2 separate regions of the Sus scrofa genome follow, and region 2 is linked to region 1. Evidence: chromatin contacts called from public HiChIP or PLAC-seq data. All regions are on one chromosome and are shown on one strand. Each heading gives the region's core, a stretch centred on a gene start, on an enhancer-like site or on the middle of the called end of the contact. The rest is flanking DNA. Distances are from core to core; before and after follow the strand shown.

Region 1 (2,700 bases), core at 24-2,523:
ATATCTAAACGCCACTATTAATTATTAAATTTTATTCAAGAGCTCTAAATTCTGTCTCTGCAATTAACTGACCCTGTGCTTAACTCACATCAATTCACCTCTACAGCTTTATGGTTATACTACTTAATTTTTCCATACCAACAGATTATACCTATCATAATTTATAGATCACATGGTATAATTTAGGCAATTATCTAAATTTGAGCAACTCATTAAATAATCATTCTACAAATAATCAGTGGTCACCTTTGTGCCAAGTACTCTTCTAGGTGTTAGAAATACAGAAGTAAGCAAAACAAAAATCCTTACTGTGGTGGCACTTATAATTTAGTAGAGGAAGACAGATGATAAATAAAACGAATAAGTAAACAAGACAGTATGTTAGAATATGGTAAGTACTATAGAGAAAAATAAATCAGGGAAGAAGTACAGGAATTGCTTTGAGCAGGAATTTGTTAGGCACTAAGGCAAATAAAGATAAATACCTGAGCCCCTGCCCTTGACCTGATCCACTTGAATAAACACAAATATAAGGAATTCTGGAAAAGACAAATAAACAAAGAACAATGGGAGCACATAGGAAAGAACCAGAAAGCAGAAAGAACTGAGCTGCAAACTAGATTTTGCTCTCTTACACACGTACACACAAGAGTAAGGACAGTATACCCTAATGATTATGAAAGTAGTTATCAGTATGCTTTTCCCATTTGCACTTCCTTCTCCTAACCTCCCTACTATTCTATAAGTAGCATCCATTTCCTTAGAGAAGCTTAGATATAAAAAGAGAAATATTTAATATTCTCCTTCCGAGTTAAAGAAAGGATTTTGCTGCAAGGTAAGTCTTAAAAGTCTGGTTTTTCCAAAGAAGGAAATTTTTTTAATACTAATATTTTTCTGACCAAGCCCGAAAGACTCAGATTTTAATTTCTTCCACTTTGTAGAGCAGATATCCCTTCACTCACGACAGCCAGAGCATAATGCCTACTACTAGGGTAGATGGAGGATAAACCCAGAGTAAATTAAAGCCTCAAATTCCTGATTCTGGCCAAAGGACTGTGGGATAAAGAAGTGAGACAGAGACAGGAGAAGCAAGTGATTAAACCAATATTCCCATTACTCTCTCCAGGTCAAGGCTGCAAAGGAAAGGAATATTTGAAGAAGTGAGGAAATCTGGGAGTTAGGAAGGCTTCTGCTTTGCTTCCTGTTGATATAGTGCAAAGTGACTGCCTTCCAGTAACATCCTACATACCCCCAACATACACACACCTGACCTCCACCGCCCTCTTATTACACACCTAGCACAAGCTGGAGATAGCCACATCAAAACATACATGCAGAAGCACAATCAGATTGAGGAGGGGTGTGAGATAAGCTCTGGGGTCTCCCTTATCTGCTATTTGCCATGGAAGGCTCTGGGAAATTACTGTGTACTCTAAAGTACTACAGGAAAGGTAATTTAAGATGCTGGATGGTGAAACTGCCAGAAGAGGTCACTGTGACAGGGGCAAAAATAGCTTCATAGCATAGCCCTGGAAAAGAGACCACCTGGCCAGGGAGCCAATGGGAAGCCCTAGCCAGATCTCAGGTTATCTGTGACACCTGGAAAGACAGCAATACATCCTGGGACCCAAGAGAACAGACCTCAAGTTACATCAGTTATGAACTTCAGCTTCAGATGTCTGAAGAATACCCAAGGTCAGTTCCAGTAGCACCACAGCAGTCACAATTTCAGGGAACAGCCTGACCAGTTACTTTAAAGGAGAGACCAGTGAGAAACCAGAGAAGACAGCACATGGACTGAGGGTCCTGGTATCCTTCTATGACTACGAGGTCACACAGGCACCCAGAGGTCTGCATTCTATTGTGGGAAGGTGTGAGAGAAGAGATGATATTTAAATGACCAGTATCCAAAAAGAGACTGAAATATCCAAAGAGATCAATTTAAATTATTAGATAAGACTCAGTTTACCAGAGTGGAGAAAAACTGGTACTCTTCTTCCAGTTACCCAGTGACGAAGGTTCATCAAAAGGAAGAGATGAGTTACAGAAAATTAAAGAAGCTATATTTTCTTTATAAACCTGAGTATGAGTAAGCAATGACCTTGCTAAGGATTTTATGATGTTTATTTTATGTGAGAAGTCAAAAAGAAATACTTCTTAGCACACTAGAAACCAACATCACTTTATTTTTCATTCTTTCTTTCTTTTTTTTTTTTTTTTGTCTTTTTGCTATTTCTTGGGCCGCTCCCTCGGCATATGGAGATTCCCAGGCTAGGGGTCTAATCGGAGCTATAGCTGCCAGCCTACTCCAGAGCCACAGCAATGCGGGATCCGAGCTGCGTCTTCGACTTACACCACAGCTCATGGCAACGCCGGATTCTTAACCTACTGAGCAAGGCCAGGGATCGAACCCGCAACCTCATGGTTCCTAGTCGGATTCATTAACCACTGTGCCATGACGGGAACTCCCACTTTATTTTTATTTTGTTTTATTTTATTTTATTTTGCTTTTTAGGGCTGCAACCGCAGCATATGGAGGTTCCCAGGCCAGGGGTCCAATTGGAGCTATAGCTTCTGGCCTATGCCACAGCCACCGCAACGCCAGATCCGAGCTCGTCTGTGACCTACACCACATCTCACAGCAACACTGGATTCTTAACCCACTGAGCAAGGCCAGGGATAGAACCCGCAACCTCATGG
Region 2 (2,700 bases), core at 24-2,523, 150 kb after region 1:
CGCCGGATCGTTAACCCACTGAGCAAGGGCAGGGACCGAACCCGCAACCTCATGGTTCCTAGTCGGATTCGTTAACCACTGCGCCACGACGGGAACTCCTGATTTCTCAGTTTTAATTTCACATATCATACACATCAATAGACATAATCTAAACAAACAAAAGCTTTTTGGAGTCCTTGATAATTTTAACAATGTAAAAGAACTTTGAGAGCAAAACTTTGAAACTACTGCCCTAAAGAAAAAAAAAAAAATCTCCCTATGTTCCCCAAGAGACACGTGCAAGGTTATTTGCTGCAGCCATGTTTGTGATTTAAAAACATTTTTCTTGGGTGTGCTCCCTGGTGGCCTAGTGGTTAAGGAGTCAGTGCTGTCACCACTGTGGCATGGGTTCAGTCCCTGGCCTGGGAACTTTCACATGCCGTGGGTATGGCCCCCTGAAATTTTTTTTTATTAAAGTCTATCAATAAGGGAATAAACAGATTTCTATATAGTCATATAATAACATCTCTCTCTGAAATTAAAACGAAGTAGATTTACATGTACTAACGTAGATGATTTTGAAACATGTTGAAATTTTTAAATGTTGCAAAAGCAGAGGTACAGAGTGATAAACCATTTACATACATTTCAAAAACAGAGAGAAGGCTACTATTGCTTACGGCTATATCCCATTCGTAGAAAGAATATTCACCCTTGGAGGTGGATACACAGGAAGATACATACCAACCTTGGGATGCCAGTGGTGAGTGGAGCCAGAGAAAGCAGGGAAGATTCAAATGTGTATGTAAATTGTTCAGAAAAAGATGTGAATAAATACGGCACAAAGTTAGCATTTGCTACTTCGGGGCCATTGGTATTGTTCTGCACATTTCTGCTCATTTGAAACATTCCTCTGTTGAAATATACTTATTTTTAAAGGCCTCTGTGCATTTGCCTTCAGTTAGCAAAGAAAAATTCAACTGGCTGGTTCCCAGGGGAATACATTTCCTCCATCCGGGGCGGGACAGCCAGCTGCCCTGTTTTGCTGGCTGCTTATTGACCCTAATAGATGGCTTGGGATCTTCGAAGGGTAATGTCTTTTCTGTGTGCAAAGCTCTTGATCCTGGGTTCTCGGTCATAGCTGCAAAGGAAATTCTCCCTCAGATTTCTTACAGAACTCCTGCAGCTGTCAGGCAGGGCAAGAAGCCAGCATACCCAGAGAACAACTCGAGCAGCATCAGCACAGTTCCCGCTTGGGGCAGGACTCCCAGCACAAAGTATCCTGTTCCTTTTCCTTTTCCTTCTGAAGCCAGAGAGCAAGCCTTTGATTCATGTGGCGATGATATCATGTAGCCTGCTGGGTGTAGCTGGGCTCTAGGCGTGCATCTGGAAGGCACCTAATCCCCCTAGCACTCCCTGGAGCCTCCTGAGCCCCACTGGATAATTTCATGGTAGAGCTGAGATGACATTTTTACCTTTAAATTCATCCATTCAGCCCAGAGGCCACTTAGCTTCCCTGAATTTTTATTAAGAATACCCTCAGCAATAATTTTCAGACTTCATAGCCTCTGATAAAGAGGAAAGAGCTTGATATTCCGGTTTTGTTTCTGTTTGAAGAGTGTATCCCCAAAGGAATAGTATGTGTCCCAGATTCAACACAGCTGTTAATTAGAGCTGAGAACACTTGGTTGACCCCTGTGCGGCTAATTGCTAGAATTGAGAAGCGTCTCTAAGGGCCTCATATGATAACAACTGAAAATTGTACTGAGCATCACCTAACGCTTCTGGAAGCAGTTCAGGATGGGAAGCAATAGGCTCCCTGTGGTTCCAGGCGCAGAAGAGGCAGCTATGTGCTGAAGGAGCAGTATTAAGGATTCTCTTCAGTGATTAAACACCCACATTTCACTTTGGATGTGTGACTTGAGGCCGTGTGCTCGGAAGGTCTCATCAGAGAGCTCAGAAGTGTGCGGCAGAGCACGTGGCCCACTTGGGAGGACTTCAACCATCCTCAGACATCTCACCCCAGTGCTCCTGCCTCCACCACCTCCGGCCGGTGCTGTGGGACAGGGCATGAGACAACGCCTGTGGGGACCCTCAACCAGGTTCTGAGGCGCAGCTGGTGCAATTGGTCTGTTTCCCCATCTTAAAATGACACATCTAGCTCTTACGAGGAGAAACATGTATGGAAATCACCAGTTCCCAGTGGGACACACAAGAGTGGTGACTACCTCTCCTCCCCCGTTTGCTCTGTGGGCAGAGAAGACAGTGGAAATAACCAGAAACAGAAAGGAAGGCTGGCAGATAGAGAGGGCAAGAGCTGGGCCTGGTGGGAAAGAAGAGGAGATAACAGAGGCCAGAAAAGTAACGGGCAAGGTCAGAAAGATCGGGCAGGGGCGGTGAGGACATGGTTAGAGAGAAGTGGGGCGGCGAGGAGGAGGCCAGGGTGGAAGAGGAACACTGGAGAGACAGAAGAGAGCTGGATCCTTCTTCCCCAGGTCCAGGGAGTAAAATCCGCAGAGCTGACCATGTTTTGGCCTTCTCAGCCAAGAGGCCCAGAGCAGACCCCAGCTACTTTAGTGCTCTGGCTGACTCTACTCCCTCAGCCTGGCCCCGGGAATGTCGCCTGGAGCCAGCAGTGTAAGGAGAGACGTGTGATCCCTTTTCCAGGAGAGGTCCAAACCGTGGGTCCAATTCCAGGAAGTGACAGCGGTGGAGAGCAAC

The links. HiChIP or PLAC-seq counts read pairs in DNA pulled down with a chosen protein or histone mark.
Region 2: an H3K27ac HiChIP or PLAC-seq map of skeletal muscle shows a contact between it and region 1. The contact joins two enhancer-like sites. A contact is called at or near these places in 1 of 47 Hi-C or Micro-C datasets (heart right ventricle) and 1 of 2 datasets of contacts at active chromatin or transcription factors (skeletal muscle).

The regions. Positions count from the first base shown.
Region 1 is chr3:114,153,623-114,156,322 of Sscrofa11.1, forward strand. It overlaps a transcript of NCOA1 not described here. Among named protein-coding and RNA genes, the nearest start is that of NCOA1, 56 kb to the left of the region's middle. Within about 2 kb of position 1,274, at least 4 of the 83 cell types and tissues checked have an H3K27ac peak or open chromatin away from gene starts, as enhancers often do. A contact at or near this core is called in skeletal muscle, where this site is marked.
Region 2 is chr3:114,300,763-114,303,462 of Sscrofa11.1, forward strand. No RefSeq gene overlaps it. Among named protein-coding and RNA genes, the nearest start is that of ITSN2, 61 kb to the right of the region's middle. Within about 2 kb of position 1,274, at least 14 of the 83 cell types and tissues checked have an H3K27ac peak or open chromatin away from gene starts, as enhancers often do. A contact at or near this core is called in skeletal muscle, where this site is marked.